Regions from separate parts of the Ovis aries genome. Here region 1 is linked to region 2. Evidence: chromatin contacts called from public Hi-C data. All regions are on one chromosome and are shown on one strand. Each heading gives the region's core, a stretch centred on a gene start, on an enhancer-like site or on the middle of the called end of the contact. The rest is flanking DNA. Distances are from core to core; before and after follow the strand shown. Region 1 overlaps SCAF8 (SR-related CTD associated factor 8). Region 2 holds the start of SCAF8 (SR-related CTD associated factor 8).

Evidence for each region. A called contact is a pair of places that touch in the nucleus more often than the background predicts.
Region 1: a contact with region 2 is called in a Hi-C map of liver, with 2.2 times the contacts expected there. The contact joins the enhancer-like site here to the promoter of SCAF8 in region 2. A contact is called at or near these places in 4 of 16 Hi-C or Micro-C datasets (liver, mixed tissues, muscle and 1 more).

What each region holds. Positions count from the first base shown.
Region 1 is chr8:79,220,455-79,224,601 of ARS-UI_Ramb_v3.0, reverse strand. SCAF8 (SR-related CTD associated factor 8) reads right to left here. Exons shown (of 23, transcript XR_009601679.1): 12 at 3,135-3,328; 13 at 951-1,051. Among named protein-coding and RNA genes, the nearest start is that of SCAF8, 70 kb to the right of the region's middle. Within about 2 kb of position 1,626, at least 1 of the 54 cell types and tissues checked has an H3K27ac peak or open chromatin away from gene starts, as enhancers often do. A contact at or near this core is called in liver, where this site is marked.
Region 2 is chr8:79,149,721-79,154,076 of ARS-UI_Ramb_v3.0, reverse strand. SCAF8 (SR-related CTD associated factor 8) reads right to left here and starts at 1,760. Exons shown (of 23, transcript XR_009601679.1): 1 at 1,187-1,760. LOC121820206 (actin nucleation-promoting factor WAS-like) reads right to left here and starts at 1,760. Exons shown (of 1, transcript XM_042253666.1): 1 at 1,442-1,760. The coding sequence starts at 1,753. The coding sequence ends at 1,442.

The sequences.
Region 1 (4,147 bases), core at 377-2,876, 71 kb before region 2:
AAATAATGATGAAAAATGTCCAAAAGACATTAAAGGATAGTAACAGTAAATAAAATCAGGGTTAAAGTCTCCTCAAACAAATGACTACAAAACATATCATGGCTTAGTTTTAGCTCCAAGGAGAAACACTGGCCCCTCAGGAAGAAGAAAATATTCCAAGAAGGGGACTGGGTGCAGGGAAAGAATCACACTGAGGCGTGAGGGAACTGTGCTCAGGCCGCACAGGTTTTCTTGCCTCGGGGTTTGCTCTGAGAGGGCGAGGTGGGGAAGGGGAGGAAGGAGGCTGGCAGAAGACTGGGACCTCCCGTCCAGCTGTGTCTCCACCATCACCGACATGCTCAGGTGAATTCTAACTCAGTTTCTCCATTTTCATTAAAAAAGGGGGAAAAAAGAATTAAACCAGATTATACATATGGTTCAGAGAAGGCAGTGGCACCCCACTCCAGTACTCTTGCTTGGAAAATCCCATGGACGGAGGAGCCTGGAAGGCTGCAGTCCATGGGGACGCTAGAGTCAGACATGACTGAGCGACTTCACTTTCACTTTTCACTTTCATGCATTGGAGAAGGCAATGGCACCTCACTCCAGTGTTCTTGCCTGGAGAATCCGAGGGATGGCAGAGCCTGGTGGGCTGCCGTCTATGGGGTCGCAGACTCAGACATGACTGAAGCGACTTAACAGCAACAGCATACATATGGTTCCTGCTAACTCATTTGATGTTTTTAGCAATCAAGTACTGCCATACTGCAGTAAGCCCCCTAAAAATATTTTGTAAGAATTCCATTAAAAAAAGAAAAATTAATTAAGAAGATATCAGGAGAATAAACACAAAAATGATCAGAGTCAAATAATCCTCACAAAAATGTGATTAAGGGCAGATACAAAGTGACTGAAAACTCCCTGTATTTTTTCCAAACCTTACACTATTATATTTAAGAATTGATACTTACATTAATGGACTCAATCTGTCCAAACTCTTCAAACAGGTTGGTTAAATCTTGCTGTGTTGCCTTCTTGTCCACCTGACCAACCCACAGAGTAGTACTGCATACTGCCAAGACACAAGAGACAACGACCTAAATCACAGGTAAGTTACCTTCTTCAAGTAGCTAAGGAAAAGCACTAGTAACAGTAATAAATTAAAATAAGATAGCATATTTTAAATACTTATTAACTGATATTTTTATTTGTTATGTTTAAAATCAACTAAAATGCCAGGTACCCACTCACATCTATGCCAAGACAACATCTTGCATTATTATCACATATTCTCAAGCTTGACAGCACACACTGGTGGATATCTGAGACGCACTAAAGATAATCCAAGATACGTGGTACAGAAAATTGGGAACTGGGGTAGTTTAAAAATTCTGTAGGTGATTCTAATGTGCAACAAAGTTTCAAAATCACTGTTCACTGCAATCCTATTTGGGAACCTTTTAAGTATCTTTCTGTGATGGAATGAACAGTTAAATCTGAAAACAGTATCTTACCCTTAAGAAAAGAATAATTAGATTAAAAAAAAGGGAAAAGGCTGATGCAGAACTCAACTTGTTACCATGAAAGCCTCAGGGATACTAAAAGCCGGAAGCACCAGAGACACATCTGGCCTATTTTTGGCTGCACTGTTTATGCCTTCAGAAACAGCTCCTTTCCCTGAAAACACTTACTTTAAAAATAGCTACAGCTGATATATTTGCAGAGTTTTATTATATTTGGATTCGTGTCAATGTTATTTAAAAAAAAAGTCTCCAGCTTTTGGGTTACTGTTTTACTCTACAGCTAATTCAGCCCTACATTAAAATATGACCATTGCAAGATATCTACCAAATGTGGATTTCAATCAGGCCTCTCTACTCTGGCTGGTCAGAACGTGAATGTCTTCCAGACCTATGAGAGCTTCGGGAATCATTCAGTTAACAGATCCCTGGAGACTGTTCTCTCCCTGCTGTTTGTTCTGGGTCTCATTCAGTTCACCTGTCCATTCAACCAAAGTCTCAAAGGGCAATGCATTAGTTTTCTTTTGCACTGTAACAAAACACCACAAAATTAGTACCTTAAAACGCAGAAAGGTAGTCTTCTACATCTCTGGTGGTCTAAAATCAGTCAGCAAGTTACACTCCTTCTGGAGGCCCTCAGAGCAAATCTGTTTCCTACCTTTGCTGGCTAGCTTCTACAGTTATCTCATTCCTCAGCTCCTGATCCCAACCCCCGTGTCTGAATCAGGGTTAGGAGCACCAACATTATTAATCATTTACTACTGGTTCTCACAATCAGGTAAGATTCTGGAAAGACAGCCAAGGCTGGTTCAGATTGCTAAAATATAGTAAGAAGATCCTGTCACCTTTAATTACATGCCTGGGTTTCCAGGGTGCTTCAGCAATATAAGCTGTACCAGTTACCCATCTATCTCCACGGCAGAAAGAATTTATTTGGAGATCTTCAGAAATTAGATAACCTGATCAGTGTTCAGCTCTTGGCAAAGAATGATAATTTGCTCCATTTTATGTACTTCACCCATCTGCAACCTGTTCGTTCACCCTAAAAGTCATAGTGGGTACTAAGAACCGTTTATGAAGAATCCCACACTAAGTATGACTTATTTTCCTATACTTCACATGCCTGTCAAGTCAATTCTCCTGGAGGTTTCTCCCCAAACAAACCCCTACTACTACCAAATTTGGTCTAATCACACATTATAGATTAACTATAAAGGAGGGAAAGTTTTCACAACAGAACTCTCTCTTTCCATACTGATCAAGTTTATAATTAGCTTTAAATTGGCATGCTTCCCATAATAATTATTCCTATACACCTGGTGTTCAAAACTGGTTAGGATACTACACATGGAAATCACGGTGTCAGTGAAATATTAGAGATACAAGGCCTATTCTACTATGTAAATCATTAGTCAAGTCATATTTTTTAACTAGTATCAAAAAAAAATCAACTCTCAATGACATTAGTATTTGAATAGAAACCTATTACTTATCTTTCTCCTCTATTACATTATAAAAACCAAACCAGTTTTCAACTTCTCAGTCTAAAAAATCAGGTTGAGAGATTGTGTATTAATACCGGTAACTATTTTCTCAACGTTACTGAAACCAAAGCTTATAAAGTACATCACTTACCACTCAATGTTTTAGACCTGATTGGAGGTAATCCCTTCTTCTGTCGCTCTTTCTCTCTTTCTCTAGCTCTCCTTTCACTCGAGTATGAACGTGATGATTTCCTTTTTCTTTCTCTAGAGCGGGAGCGTGATCGCTTTCTGTGCTTACGCTTTCGAGAACCAGATCGTGACCTAGACCTTCGTTTTCTTGGTGATCTAACAACAACAACAAAACACCCTTATTTTACTAATGACAATGTTAAAGTATCAAACACGCACTTAAATCTCTATACTGCTATACTGCTTAGGTCTACATTAGACACAGATGTTTGTCTGCAACGATTCTTATTGAGTCTGGGTGATACAAGGAAGAAGAGAAAGAGTCTAGTTAGGGTCTCACTTTCTCATAGTGTCTAATTTACAAACAAGAGTCAAGAACAGGGATGAAAGAAAACAGATTCTTTAGGTGACAAACATGTGCATTCTTAAAATTAGGAAACGGTGTTTTCAACAGCAGACCACTAAACAATTCTGTTTACAGGTTTTCACCTTGACTTTACAATATAATGTGATACTAAAATACTGTGTTATTTTTCCTATTAATCATATGCCACTGAACTCTATTCAAAATACTCATGTGTTGAAAAGACAAAGAATTTGCTAAGACAAAGATGTTTTCAGGACTAGCACTGTAATTTCCTGGAGAGAAGTCAGTTTAGAGAAAGATGAACTGACAAGCTCTCACTTGCAAGGGAATTCTTAAAACACCCAAGAAATGACTGAAAAAACCATCAAAGATACTGTCCCTCTTCCAGCATTTACTGTTCAGACTTCCTGGGGCATTCGTGTGCCGAAAACACAGCATAAAAATGTTACAGATTAGGTTTTAAGACAGTTTATAGCAAAGACAACATATATTTAAGACAGTTCAAAACAAAAACAAGAAAATTGACCAGGTTAAGAATAATGTACTTTAACTCAAACTTGATTGAGCATGTACATTAATGAGCCTTAACATGGCTAAGCCCACAGAGA
Region 2 (4,356 bases), core at 511-3,010:
TAGTGCCTCCACATGAAAAGTTCTTAAAATGGATGCAAATCTAATTAACATATTAAAATATTTGTATCTAAGGCATACAAGTACGGATAAGCTGTGCAGACATCTACTTGTTAAATGTTTGTTTAATATAATTAAGCCTATTCATATTAGAGTGTTTAAAAGGTTTTAAAATATTTTAGGCTTCCCTGGTGGCTAGACAGTAAAGAAGCTGCCTGCAATGCAGGAGACCCGGGTTTGATCCCTGGAAAAGGAAGTAACTATCTATTCCAGTAATCTTGACTGGACAGAGGAGCCTGGCAGCCCATGGGATCAGAGTCGGACACGACTATTTTTATCAAAACGTGTCTCCCTTCAGACTAGTAAACTCAATCAAATAGTGAACACCGAACAGCTGCTTATTTAAAATCTAGCCTTATGTATGACACGTGAAGGAGCCCATGGGAAATGCCTCTCCCGCATCTTTCCTCTCGGCATGCACAGCTCTCCTGCTTTATGTCGTGATGGTGAGAAGAGTTGGCGGTGAGGAGGGTTGGGGGGGAGGTAAGGACAGGAAAAATTTGCAGAATAACCTCGCTTCCCGACCAACCATCCCCCTTAAGCTTAAGTCCCCGGTTGGCAGGTTACCTAGCCAACGATATCTCGGTTATAAACAAACACTGCTTGCAATGTGACCACAGATGATCATCCCAGGAGGTGCTTTTCCAGCACTTCCAAACCCTACCACCCCTATCAATGCCTGCCTCATTAAGGACCGGGGGAAGGCCTGAAGCGGGGATGCCTGGCCTCCAAGTTAAAAATCCCGCAGGCCCAGGAAAAGAGGTGGGCGGGCCAGGCCTCGGCGTAACTGACCCGCAGAGAGACCTGTCGGGAGCCTCCGGGGGAGGGCCCAACCGGTAGCCTCCCCCTCCACCCCCGCAGCCACTCGGGAGTAGGTGCTGGAGACACCGGAACCTCCCCCGCCCCCACCACCACCCCGGGATCGGGGGAGGGGCGCCGGGACGGAGCAACACCCCTCCCCCACGGGCACGGCCAGGCCGCCGCTCGCCCCACCCTGGAGAAAGCCCTGCGGGCCCGTGCCCAGCCCTCCCGCGGCGGGCCTTGTCCCGGGTCGGGGGTCGGAGGTCGGGGTGGGGAGCGTGGGCAGGAGCGGGTCGGAGGGAGGAGAGGCGAAGACTGCAATACCAACCTCGCTATTGAAGGTTTTCACAGCCTCCATGTTGTCGGTGCGGAGGCCCGGAGCCCGGCGGCGGAAGAGGCGGCGGCCACCGCACTGGGTGGGGAGAGCGAGACGGGGGCGGCGGCGGCGCCGCGAGGAGGGTGGGGGGTGTGAGGGGGCGGGCGCGCCGACGGCGGCGGGGACGGGGGGGGGGGGGCCGGGCCGCTGCGACCCCCCGGGCCGAGGGGAAAGGCGAGGCAAGCACTGGAGGGGAAGGGCTCTCCCTTAGGGGCGGCGAGGCCCCGGCATGGCCGCTAGGGCGGGCGGAGCGCCGGGCAGGGGAACAGAGGCGCTGCCGGGGCGGGTCGGCGGCGGCGGGCGGGGGGGGGGGGGCCGGGCCGCGGCGCCTTCTCTTCTCCGCCCCGCTCGGTCTCGGGCTTCCACCCTCCAGCCCCGGTCCCCGACTTCTCTCCACCCCCTCCTTCCTCTTTCCTCCGGCGGGCTCCTGTTTCGCCTCCCCGCCGCTCGGGGCCCGTAGGAACCAGCGGCGCGCCGCGAAGACGGAGGAGGAAGCGCTGGCAGCGGCGGCTGCGGCATCCAATATGGCGGACGCGGGTCGGGCCGCGCAGCTCGGGGATCCGCGGCGCCGGCCAGCGCGCCCCCTGGCGTCGGGACCGCGCGGGTCCGGGCCGTCGCGCGGAACCATCGAGCGTGCGCGCGCGCGGGCGGGCCAGAGCGTCGCCGCCGGGAGGCCGGGCTCAGCTCTACCCACCCCAACCCCCGCCCGGTCCCCTCCACACACCACCTCCTCGCCGCTGCGGGAATCCGGGCTGCAGCCCCTTGGAGAGCCCTGCGGGGGGAGGGGGCCACTGCAAAGCGTTGATCTTAAGAAAAACCCAAATCCCGCCCCCACCCCCCTCCCGGCAAGTTTAGGCTATAATATCCGCGTTTCCGTTGTTTCCATAGGGACTGGCCTCTTTACACGAGGTTTAGTTGATTTTTTTTTCAAAACTTTACTGGACGTTGGCCTCGAGGTTAACAGCCAGAAAACTTCCTAGTTGGTCACTTATTTGGGAACGATGTGCGCAAGCATTTTTAATAGCGTCGGGAGAAAACCTTTAGAAACAAAAGCTTGAGATTCGGGCGGGGGCAGGGGAACGAGGGAAGCACGCCTGCAGCCAGCTTCTCGGTGCAGGAAATGCACGCTGCATAAAATCCGGGGGGGACTGGCGTGGTGCAGACAATGAGTTCATTTGTCTGCGCGGCGGGAAGCGGTGCCCAGAACGCACGAGATCTGCATAGGCGAAAGGGCACCCGTCCTCTATAAACGATTGATTATTCTAAAGGAATTTTGCCCGAGGTTGCAGAGAATCGGATGGTGAATACAGTTTTTTCTAGATGAAGTAGGAGATGCTGCTAGCAAAATGCCTCCTCTGTCACTTGATGCAATGTGAGATAACCGATACCAAATTAAAAGCGAGCATTTAAGTGGAAAGTTAGGTGTGTTATCAGTGAACCCCAAACACTGTCGTTTTGCTGGGAGTCGTTTTTCAGCAGTTGCTGCTCTTCAAAGGAAAGGGAGATAGATGACTGCGGGATTTTTCTCTATAGGATTATTGGAACCAAGGTAAGAGCTCAGCCCAGAGCCCTGTGAAACAGGAAGACAGACCCTTCTTGACGTGGTAGGGCCTAGTAGTTTTTATGAGTCTTCTCCACTGACAACTTTAATATGGCCGCTGGCTACTTAGAAGGTAAAATGGAAAACCAGAAGAGCTTATATTCCATCTTGAAAAATCTCAGATCTTTTTGCCTCCCATCCTCATAGGCTAAGCCGTTGTGATCTCTTGCCAACAATTGCAGTAGCCTCCTAAACTGGTCCCTCTCCCTCCTTCTCCGGACTAGCCAGAATGGGTAATTCTTTTTTAAGACACAGATCAGTTCACTTCCTTTTTCAAATCTTTTTTAAGACTTTCCCATTGCACTTCAGGTTTTATCTTATCCGGTTACCTTGGCCTAAAGGCCCCACCTATCAGCTCACACTGCTTTTCCCCCTCTGCGCTTTACTCCGGCCACTCTGGTCTCATTTGTTCCCTGACCACACTGAGTGCTTTCCTATGGAGGACTCGGGGTGTGCCTTTGCCCTCTGGGGTTTTGTTGCTCTGTTCTTTCCCAGCTGACTCCTCATCCTCTTTCCTCCATCAGTTAATCTGCAGTAGCATGCTGGGACTTGGGGAGGTACCCACTCAGTTCTGGTCCTGCGGGATCCTAACACTCACCATTTGCTGCTCTGGCCTATGTGGGATTATCAATTCAGTTGATTATCGATTGATGAATGTTGACTGAATTACTTAGGCCTGAGAGATTAAGGTACTATACAAGCTGAAAAATTACATTTAAAAAAAAAAAGATTTAAATCCATTGTTAACAGTAGTACAGGACTTGATTTCCTAAAGCTTCCATAGCTAGAATTGCAGAAGGCATATTTTGATCAAGGGAAGGAAAAGAATTAAAAAAGAAAGCAGAGGACAACCTAAGCACATTTTTAGTGGGAAGGAGGTTAAAAGGAAAAGGAAAATTAGTCTGGGAGCCCGGTGTGATGACTTAATGCAAAGTTTGTGTACAACTATGCACACCTCTGTGTTGTATGTCGATGCCTATGTGTGTGGTTTATGTATGCATGTACATTAGGACTCTTGAGTCCCAGATAATAAGCTAATTGGAGCTAGCTTAAGCATTAAAGAATTTACTGTTAGGATGCAGACTTTTCTCCTGTAATGCAAAGTTATGGATGCTGATGGGCGTAAGGAAGGAACCTGAACCCAGAATTTAGAAAGCCCGAAGCGATTTAATCTCCGCCTACCTGCTTGAGCTTTCTTTCCATTGCTATATCCAGCTCAGTTTTACATAGTGAGATATGACTGTTTCTCCTAAATTTATAGTTATAAACAGCTACAGGACCACCTGGCTGACAATCTCTCCCAGTTCCAAATTATCTTAGGGGAAAAGTAAGGAACTGGATTGACCCAGCCTGGATTAGGTGACCATCAGTAACAAATTTAAGACCAAGAATTCATATTATGAAGACTTGACGTGGGAAACAGCCGGCAGGGGTAGTCCAGCCACTGGAAGAGATATTATTCCCAATGGTGAATTTTGAAACTCACATTCCAGAGTTTGTGGTGCTCTCTTCTGAATATGTT